Regions from separate parts of the Zea mays genome. Here region 2 is linked to region 1. Evidence: chromatin contacts called from public Hi-C data. All regions are on one chromosome and are shown on one strand. The core of a region is the stretch at or near the end of the contact, and the rest is flanking DNA. Distances in the headings are between cores, read along the strand shown.

Region 1 (5,288 bases), core at 1,518-4,017:
AAAGTAATGCGCGAACACGCCTTACGTGTGCTCTGCGCCGTCATTGCATCTGCTACAGACAGCGAGCTTCTCCTCCTCACCAACATCTCCACAAATGTCACAAACCTTCACCTATGTTTTGAAACAGGTTACACAGTCCAAGCAATTCAAAACTAACTGGATTATATCCAATCAAAGAAGAAAAAAGCAACCCAATCAAAAAGCAACCAATTGAGGTCGAGAAACCATAAAATAAAAAACAGAAATTAAGGTTCTCACTCACGTCTTCGACTTCTTCTGAACTTTTGTCATCAGATGAAGCTGTATCCAGTTGTGCATCTGATACCTGCTGAATATAAACCATTTACAACAAACTATGTGGTTAATACAAACAGAGGGTTCAATTTCCCATGCATCATATGTTCGCATAAAATGCAAACAAATCACTTAAAGATGCATATTAACTTCTCAATGATAAAGATTGGCGTTCTTCATATAGACAATACATGTAATCATAAATAAAACGAAAAACACCAGAACAAAGAGCAAGAAACTCACATCATCCCTAATCTTTTGAGAGCTTCTTTCATTATCAATATCCTTGTACACAGCAGCAACTAGCACATGAGACCCATCTTCATTTGCACATTCCTGTTCCAAATTAGATGCACCTTGCTTGCCGTTTGTTGAGTTTCCAAAAACCTTCTTTGTGTTTTGAGAGCTAGCTTTTTGGAGCTTGTCTTTAGAGTTTGTTGAATGGTCCTGTTCTTCTGAAGCTGAGGATGGACCATTGGAAGAATTGCCTGAGTGGCCTGCTGTTGCTAAGTCATCACCAGTTCTCCCATCAACATGTTCCTCAATGTGTGCACTAGGCTGATTCTTGTCAACCTGTCCATCTGTATCATCGCTGTCACTGTCAACAGCACCATCACTTTCAATCGCCTTATCCACCCTTTTATCACGCAATCTTTTAGCAGATGGAGGTGCTCTTCTCCCCCTTTTCTTTCTTACGCCCACATTAGATGTGTCTTTAACTTCAGAGATCCATGAAAGAACATTATTGCGACGACCTGAGCTACGCGGTGCCCTGTCTGTATTCCGTACTAAACAAGTGAAAACATATATATAAGCATTAACGGCATCACGTATTATGGTTGTGAAGTGATATAAAAACCTAAGATGCAAATAAGATGAAAAGGGAAGATAACATACATCGCATGTCCTTTTATTCAGGTTTATGAAGAAACTCTTGGCTCTGATTGTCCTTCCTTTCCAATGAGGAAAACTGCCTTTAAATTTCAACACATTAAACAACAGGTAAATAAGAAATACTTGGTTCAAAGTTTCTGACAAGTAATAACATGGAAATAACAGAAATAGGAAAAGAAAAACCTGGCAGTCCATACACAAGCATGTAAACATATACACAGAATATTAAGTGCAATATATTAGTACATCCTCAGTCCCAAAGAGAATGGCACCCTAATTTTGTCCAAAATCAAACTACTTCAGGTTGGACAATTTATATAAAAGTTATTCATATTGCTGAACAAGTGTCGTTGGATTCATCATAAAATATATTCTCATGATGTATATATTTGGTATCATAAATGTTGATAATCTTCTCTATAAGTTTGCTAAAACTTAAAAATAGTTTGACTTAAGACAAAGGTAGAGTGATGTTCATTTTGGGATGGTGGTAGTAACTATACTATAGAACAAATCAAGGGTAAATTCAGACACCAGTATGACGCAACACAGATTCAACAATGATATGTAATTTAGATCTACACAATACCTGCATCAAGTTTTGGTATACACACATGATTAATATATCAGATTTTTACTATTCATTTTAATCATACTATCCAACTAAAAATAGTTGAAGATATTCTACATTTTAGATCAATAGCAAACATTACTTCCAGAAAAAGGTACAGAGAACTATGTGACACTAGTACACTACAACAGTGGTTTCATTATGTACTCACCAACTGCAGTTATGGTGGAAAATCAAACTTACTTTTATACCATGCATTCGGCACTGACTTTCCCCTCCTTTTTTCGTAACAAAAAACAGAAGTATGACCGAATTCCTGAATACTTATTGCCCTGACTTCTATGATCAACCCCCCATTCAAGCCAGGCCATCTCTCAGGCTTACAGTTTGAACTTATTAAAATCATACAGTATATCCTTTAAGTTTTAATGATCAATATAACAAAAAATGTTATTCAGAAGACAAAAAACAAATCATTTAAATTCAGTGCTATTAAAATCAATACATACACAGCTGGATTAGTTCCATGTGAATGTCATGAAATGCAATCTCATAGTTGTTATCAGGGTTCCAAAAATTATATCTCTCAGTCGTTACCAGGCTGCTGGCTCTCGCTGCCCGCCGGCCACCGGGGCCCGGGCGCCGTCGACGGTCCACCGGAAGCAGGAGGCGCGCACGCAGAGTCGCCGGTTGGTGTGCGGAGGACCGGAAGCGACTGGCGAGGGCGGGAGGGGGAGCCGCTGACGCCGCCGCCGAGTCCGAGACTGCCCCGACGTCGCCTGCGTGCCGATCGCGAGTCGGGGAGGGAGCGGAAGATGGAGCGCCGGCGCTGCGAGGAAGATGAAGAAACGGCGGCGGCTGTCGGGGTTAGGGTAAAGAAACGTGTGGGTGCGGTGGAATGTGGGAGGAATGCAGCGGATGGAAGGGGAGAATCAGCGGAAGGGGATGCGCGGGCCTTGTGGTGGGCCGGTTTTTTCATCACGAATTTATTTGCAAAGTTTTTATCGTCGTAGCGGTATTTGGTTTTATGGCCTAATTTTAATCTATTTATCTCTTCTATTTCTATTTCTATACTCTATACTGTTGGGACTTGTTCTCAAATACTAAAAGTTAAGAACAAGCCAACATAGAAAATGTTAAACGTTAAAGTCATTCGTCATTCGAAGCATTATTTCACTTGGGATATAATGATTTCCGGACAAAAGTTATGGATGACATACCTTCATAAACATTACATATCATAATGAAGAAGGAATTACATGGAATATAAAAGATAACATAAACAGTTATGTATTATTATCAACCCATTTCTATTTTATTGCTATGGAAAAATAGAAATGATATCGGATTACAAATACATATTTGACTTGAAAGAAGGTAAAAGTACAAGTGTGACGCAAAAGCAAATGCTCAGTCAGCGTGAACAGTACGGGAGTATTGTTCACCTATTTATAGGTACGGGTCGCAGCCCATATAAAATTACATCCAAGCCCTTTGCTTTTGATAATAACTCTAAAGTAATCTATCGGGGTCTAAATAGTCTTTTCCTCTTTTCTGCCATCATACCGAAGCTTCCTTGCGCACAGCTTCGGCTCTATTCCATCCTTCGTTCTCTTTGTGTTTTTTCATACAGCAATTTTGACTTGTCCGAAGGGTCCATGTCCGAAGGTACCTGCTCATGTATTATACTACAGAGATATTGTCAAATCACGTTTTTGAGGACCTTCGGAAGCCGAAGGCCCCCAACAAGTAGCCCCTCGCAATATTAATTTGTTAGGATAATAAATTCAGATTGCGATATGGACAAATACCCTAAGCCGAAGGTCCGAAAAAACACCTTCCTCTTGCTAGGATAGCAACAGTCAATGGCAGGCGGGGCCCTCCTATTCTCAATGCACCAGACGTATAAATAAGAGCACACCGCAATGTCATTTGGTACGTTTTCTTTGCCATCTGCTCTTGCTTACTCAGTTTTTAACTCTTGCGCAACAAGACTTGCTTAATTTGTAAGTTTTTTAAGCTTCGGCTTCAAAAGCGGTTTTTAGCATTTCCGAAGATGTCTGAAGATAAGAAAGCTGTTGCTAAAACAAAGCTGAGCCTTCTTGAGGAGAAGAATCTTGGCTTTCTTGAATCAATATCAAAGACAAATACAGAAAATATTACAAGGGAAATTTTGGAAGGTTTATCTGAAGATATTGGTGATAGTGATAGTTTTGATGCGGAAAGTGGGGGGAGACTCGGAAGATCGACCCTGGCGGCCAAGCCATGCAGTTTTTGGAAAATCAACCATTAAACAAAGTCATCTTGTCAATATGAGGGGTAAATATTTTTGGGATTTGTCTATTGTGAGGGCTGACGAAGGAGAGAAAACTTGTCCTACTCCCAAGGAAAATGAAGTCGTGATCTTCTGAAGCTTCTTCAAGGCTGGGCTTCGGTTTCCTCTAAGCAGTTTCGTGGTTGAAGTTTTGAAGATATTTGAAATCTGCCTACATCAAATTACTCTCGAAGCAATCATAAGGATGGGAATCTTCGTATGGGCCGTGAAGAGCCAAGGTTTGGAGCCAAATGCAAAAAGTTTCTGCAATATGCATGAGCTATTATATGAGACGAAACCCTGGGGTAAAGAGCAATATCATAACAATTTTGGCTGCTATAGCTTCGGTGCTCGATCTGGGTCAAGCTGTCCCGTGCCAACCTTTCGAAAGAGATGGCCCGGAGACTGGATGAAGAAATGGTTTTATGTGAAAAACGATTTGAAGGCACGAGAAGATATTAAAGATATCATCATGTGCCCTATCTGGCAGCGTTTCGGACTCCGGAAACCGAAGGTGGAAATGGATGAAGCAGCCGAAGAATGCCAGAGGGCCTTCCGCGTAGTCTGCTCTTTCATCGGGACAAGAGATTTAGTTCAAGAGCACGTGGCCTACAAGATATGGCCATTGGTAGCTAACTGGGAAATACCGAAGGAAACCATCAGCAACCCACACGAAGGTGGTCTGGTTAGACTAAAATATACCTTCAAGTTCGTAGACCAATTTATCGAGCCAGACGACGATTGGTTGAAATGTGTTGAAACTACAAGTGATGAAGTGCTCGGACCGTACTCAAAGGCAGAAGATATTGCGCTATCAGCGGCCTTCGGAGGCCGGAAAAAGAAGAGGCTGAACAGAGTTTTCGATGCTATCGGATTTGTCTATCCTGACTACTGTTACCCAATACGGGGTCAAAAAAGAAAAGGTACAGCTTCTGTGAAGGAAGTTGCTTCGGCCGCTCCTAGTGAGCCAACGCCGAAGAGAAAAAAGATGAAGGTTCTTACACACCGGCCACGCTATATTGAGCCGGCCACAGTGCCCGAGTTTGTCGGCGAGGCTTCTTCGGCTACTGAAGCCAAAAAAACCTATACCTGCGCAGAAAGCTGAAGAGCTGTCTGCAACACCGAAGGCTGAAAAAACTGAAGAGTCGAAAGCTGAAGGGACAAAAATATCAGAAATTTTAAGTCCTTCGGCAGAAGTTGGAGTGCCACAAGCTC
Region 2 (5,288 bases), core at 727-3,226, 160 kb after region 1:
AGAAGGCAGCAAAGCATGGACCTGCTTTTTTTGTGCTCTCTTTTTCTCTCGGTTCCATCAAAAGTGAGACAAGCAATGTACCCCTCCCCTCTATGCCAGCTAGATCTATCAGCCAACAGATGCGTAGATTGCAAAAAGAAAATTACTGCTAGGATGAGTAGTAAATGCAAAAAAAATGTGGTGAGCATTGCATCCCCTCACAATTCTGATGCGACGGCTAGAAGCTATCTGAAATATGGTTCAGGGTTTTTCTGCGCAATTTAATGAGACGCACAGCACAGGCTTCCTCTTGGCACCTCATAAATTCCTCTGCCCCTTTCCCATCTCAGCAGTACCCCCCATTTCAATTTCACCACAACGTTGCCAAAGATTTTAAATAAATTTTACAGACACACCCCTAGGAACTGTTTGTTTGACCTTATCCTCCCAAGAAATACTGTGACCATCCTCATCTGATGACAATGACAAAAAAATCCAATGTGTCCATGTCTAGAGAAAAATAAGAATAATAACAGAAAAAAAGAGAGATGGGTGGGTATGATATGCGTCGCTAATCTGCTAGTACTCTCAGCTAGATAGGACGAAACAGTAGCATCTTTTGGAGCTTTGCTCCTGAATCTCTTATCTGCTACCAATAATTGACACCACGGAAACAAGGAATCTCTGAGGAATCAGGGTCCTTTTTTTCTTTTAGGTTTTCTTCTCTTCTGCATATACAAGATATATCGACTAAGCCATGAAAAATCTAGTCTTTTTTCTTCGATTGAGCTTCTTCTTCACGTTTAGGGCACGGGGTAGGTAAATAGCCTCGGCAGAAGATGGAAGAGCAGCCATGTTCAACATCACAAGATGAATAGGACCAACAAAAACAAAGCTGGGAGAAAAGCAAAAAAAGCTTGTTTTCTTGGAGTGAAGGGTGTAACGTATGCTTCCTTGTTTGCTAAACAAAACAAGATGTGTTTTTAAGAAGGCATCAGGTGGGGAAACCCCAAAACAAGACACCAGCTTAGAGCTCTTACCGCTTAGACAAGAGAGGGAAGTGGGTAAACACTACACACAGGAGAAGAAGAAAATAAAAGGAAAACTCACTACAGTAGCTCAAAGTTTGAAAAAAAAGAGGTAGAAATAAATCTGGAGAACACATCTGGCTTGTTCAGTAACCCATGGTTCTTGGACAACGGAAAAGAGACAGAAAAAATACAGTAAGAAAGAAACAAATCACTAAACCTCCGAAAAAATACAGTAAGAAACAACACAAACAAATCACTAAACCTCCTAGAAACAAACAAAAACACCGTCTAGCCTCCCCCTAAAAAGAAAAAAATAACTCAAAAAAGGGATGGCGCGAAAAGAGAGAAATAAAGGTTGTGAAATAAAGGGAAAACCACAAGATTTAAGGAAGCAGGGCGGGGGAGGGAGGAGTGTGCTGCGTGTCTTACATGGACATCTCGTGGACGGAGCAGGTGACGCCCTTGAGGGTGTACTTGGGGTCGGGCGTGAAGTCGGAGTTGGGGAAGGCGACCTGCGTGATGATGGCCGGGAAGAGGACCGGCAGCAGCAGGTGGGTGATGAAGTAGGAGCAGAAGCCGTAGATGTACCAGCCGACGAGCTCGACCACGGCCGGCGGCTCCTCGGGTATGACGTAGGCCGGCGCGGCCGTCTCGCGGCGGTACGCCTCCCTGACCACCTGGATCTCGCGGGCCGTCTCCTCCCCGGACTGCGGGGGCGCTCCGCCGTTGCCGCTGCCGGCGCCGCCGCCATTCTTGCCGCCGTTGCCGTTGCCGTTCTTGGGGACGGCCGCCTTCTCCTTGGCCGCCGCAGCAGCCGCCGCCTTCTCCTTGTCCTCCTTCTCCAGAGCCTCCCGCATGCTGCTCCGAGGCTGCGGCAATGGCTGCTGCTGCTCCGACATTGCTCGCCCCGCCCTCTTCTCCCTCCTCCTTTAAGCGAGAGGGCTGCTGTGGTAGCTGGAGCTGGGAGGACTGATAGGAGAGAGAGGGCGACGAGCTATGCGGAGGAAGTGCAGTGGTTCTTTTGAGGCCTCTTGGGCTCTGTTCTCGCTTAGGTGAAAAGAGAGAGAGAGAGCAGCTAGCTAGCTCAGCTCTGGGGGTAGGCAAGTGTGGTGTGTGTCCAAAAGGTGGCGGATTTGAAACCTGGGATTGAACTGAGGTTTTGGGAGAGGGGTGGGGAGCTGGAGGAGTAGAGTGAGAGGAGAGAGGACTGCTGCTGCGCTGTGCTGGGGTTGGGAGCCGGAGGGAGGGAGTGGTGCTCTCGGCGTTCGGCCAATGGAGAGGAGCTTTTATGGGGGTGGGGTTCTCTGCTACGGGGACCAAGCCAGCGTGCACACAACTACACACTACACTAGTTGTTGGTGTTCATGAGTTGGCCTTTGGTTGGTGTCCGTGCTTTTGGTTTGGCCCGATGCCCCCCGCGCACACAAAAAATGATCTGTTCCTTTCCGGATGACGCTCACAAGCGAGTCAATATGGAAATCCAGGCCATGCTGTTCTTTTGTGTGAATCCAGCCATGTAGCATGTCACGAGCATAAATAGTAAGTAAGCAATCCACATACTTGACAAAACATTCGTATGAGATAACCCAAAAGGTTTGGCGTTCTTGTACGCTCTAGAACGGTGACCACAGGGCAAGATAACGGTCCCTTTGGTGGAAAAAAATGAAGGGGATTTTACGAGGATAGATTCCCTTATTATTCAAAATTAAATGGTAAGGGATAGATTTTCTTGACAAAACCTTATTTTCCTGTCCACCAAACTAACCCTAAAAGTTTAGTTGGTATTGTAGTTTTCGACCTCGCTTGGAATAAGGTTTTGTTGTCATAACCTTTTCCTTTCTACCCCGCCCTAAGTACCATACATGACGCATATAACATCACAAATTCTGCGAGAAATACAGCAAATTTTAGTACTGTTACCACAGCAGGGCGTACTGTCCTCGAGTGGGGTTGGGGACCTGTAGCAAGCAGTTCCTGGCATGTGTGTATCTGTGGTGGTGGGCCTTTGGATACTCCCTAGCTCTCACATTTCGCTTGCCGTGCTCTGCTCCCCAGCCGAGCCGTTGCAGCAGAGGTGGTGGTGGACCGCATCGGCGCTTTGAGAATCGCAAACTTTGTTCGCATCGGTTTGTTTTTTCTACCGAGAAACATATCTCATTTACATGAGATTTTGACGATGCACATGAATTAATAATAATTTTAGCAAAAAAACATACAAATTAGTTTTCATCATACTTCAATTATTTACAAAAAATTAAGTTTAAATTCGTTATACTTTATCTGTAATTAAAAAAGAGAGAATATTTTAGCCAATTTTATAAAAAAAAAAGTTAAGTATAATGAATTTGAATTTGATAATTTTTATATAATTGGAGTAGGATGAAAAAAATGTATGCTTTTATTTCAGATTTTTTTTGAAAAATTTGTTAATTCATATACACCATATATATATATATATATATGCATATGTTCCCTTAATTTTCTACCACCCTCCGTCCCTGTTCATATCCCTTCACCACCCGGACCGACATTTCATTTTCCATTCTATTTCCATGAGGCCAGGCGATGCAGGCCCTCACAGGCACACAGCACAGGCGTGCAATGCGCTCTCAGCGGCCCGTTGGCGTGAACAAGATGCAACCGTTAGATAAGGCCAGGATTTGCGTGAAAACGACGAATCGCAGACGATGACACGACAGGGCACTACAGCCGGCCGGCCCGGTCGTTTCCGTTCCGTTATGTTCCTCGATCTCTCCGTGCCATGCGAGTGTAAACACTTGTACTAACTGGTAGTGGTAGTGAGAGGCTTTGCCCCCATGCAGCTCCAAGAAGCATGGTCACATGCATGCTACTCTCTCTCAGGCCTACCTGCAATATACAGCTGCTCTCTCGGCTTTGGGAGAACGAGGCAACTCACAACAGCAGCAGCAGTAGTGACTAGTGAGTGATATATGCAAGGAGAGCTGGAGCGGCACAAAGACGACGATGGAAAGAAAGAAGGGGGAGAGAGAGAGGAGATGGACACCCAGGCAGCTAGAAATGCCTGCCTGGCTGCCACTCGCCCTCTCATCCATCATCTACCACCTCAAACCATTGCTGCTGCAATAATATACTAATTACCTGTATTATATCATAGAGCATGAGATGAAGCCCCCCGCCGCGCGCGTCTTGGATTCCAACTAGGGCGGAGAAGGGGAAAAGGGCGCCGCCGGCAGCTGCGCAATGATGCCGGCAGCCGGCACGCCCGCTGCTTTCTCTTTCCCGGGCGGCCCTTTTGACTCCCTCCCGGGCCCCCCTCTTCATCTCTCAGTCAGTCAGACAGACGGCAGGGCCAGTCGTAAAGAAGAGGAAGAGCTTTACGTAGTACTTAGCAATTTGCACTGCTAATGATATGCTGGCCATTATATTGGCAATGACAGCTGGTGTTGCTGTTCCCCAGGAGAGGAGAGGACAGAGGAGACCCCCTCGATCTCCATAGCTTATTAGCAGGCCAGCATCTGCGTTGCAACAATCGCGCCCTTGCAGCTGTCAATGAAATACCAGCTGGCTTGTAGTATTTCTTTCTTATCTTAAATACATCAGAAAAAGGTTCAATGGAGTAGTTCTCTTTGTTTTTTTTTTCCTTCCACTATCGTTGGAAACTCGAGCACAGTGTGTGCGGTTTTCAGTCGGTCACTTCCCTTCCCCGGACGGCAGGTGGACATTTTTTGAGCTGGACAAGCACTACATTTTTTACATGCTGGCCTGGCCGCGATGATGGCTGCTTGCCTGCTTGCTGCTAGTCATGCGGCAGGGCACCCAACCAGGCAACCAAATGGGAGAAGGCCGGACCAATTCTTGGACTGCAGCTCGCTCAAGAGCGCGCTCCGTCCTCCTTCTCCCTCCTACAGCCTACAGCAGGTAAACAAACATAACAACTGCATCTACTAGTACGTGGCCGTGTTTGTCCGTTTCAAACGGCCAAAACTGGCGAGATATATAGGCCTTTATCTCAATTACCCACCCAACGCCATGTGATCGGGTTAGGGTACCTTGGGGTATTTTTTGAGAGAGCGGGGGGGGGGGGGGTGCTCCTGTGGTACCTTGAGGTAGTGAACCAAACAGACCCTAAATCTCCCAGGCCAGTCTAGATATTTTGAGAGAGCCCAATGACCTTTATCTCAGTTTAACCGGGACAGCTTATAATCTAATTAATTACATCATCAAACACTCCTTGTTTTTGGTATTTTGATGTTTTCATATACATGCATGCACCGGTCTCTTTTTTTTTCCTTTTTT

Evidence for each region. A called contact is a pair of places that touch in the nucleus more often than the background predicts.
Region 2: a Hi-C map of leaf shows a contact between it and region 1, with 3 times the contacts expected there. The contact joins the promoter of LOC100277773 here to the promoter of LOC103629382 in region 1. A contact is called at or near these places in 6 of 25 Hi-C or Micro-C datasets (bundle sheath, leaf, leaf mesophyll and 1 more).

What each region holds. Positions count from the first base shown.
Region 1 is chr6:67,583,629-67,588,916 of Zm-B73-REFERENCE-NAM-5.0, forward strand. LOC103629382 (RING/FYVE/PHD zinc finger superfamily protein) reads right to left here and starts at 2,768. Exons shown (of 13, transcript XM_008650520.4): 1 at 2,357-2,768; 2 at 1,192-1,268; 3 at 538-1,082; 4 at 263-328; 5 at 26-111. The coding sequence starts at 1,198.
Region 2 is chr6:67,741,831-67,747,118 of Zm-B73-REFERENCE-NAM-5.0, forward strand. It overlaps LOC100277773, which reads right to left and starts at 1,977. Exons shown (of 2, transcript NM_001151257.1): 1 at 1,440-1,977. The coding sequence starts at 1,909.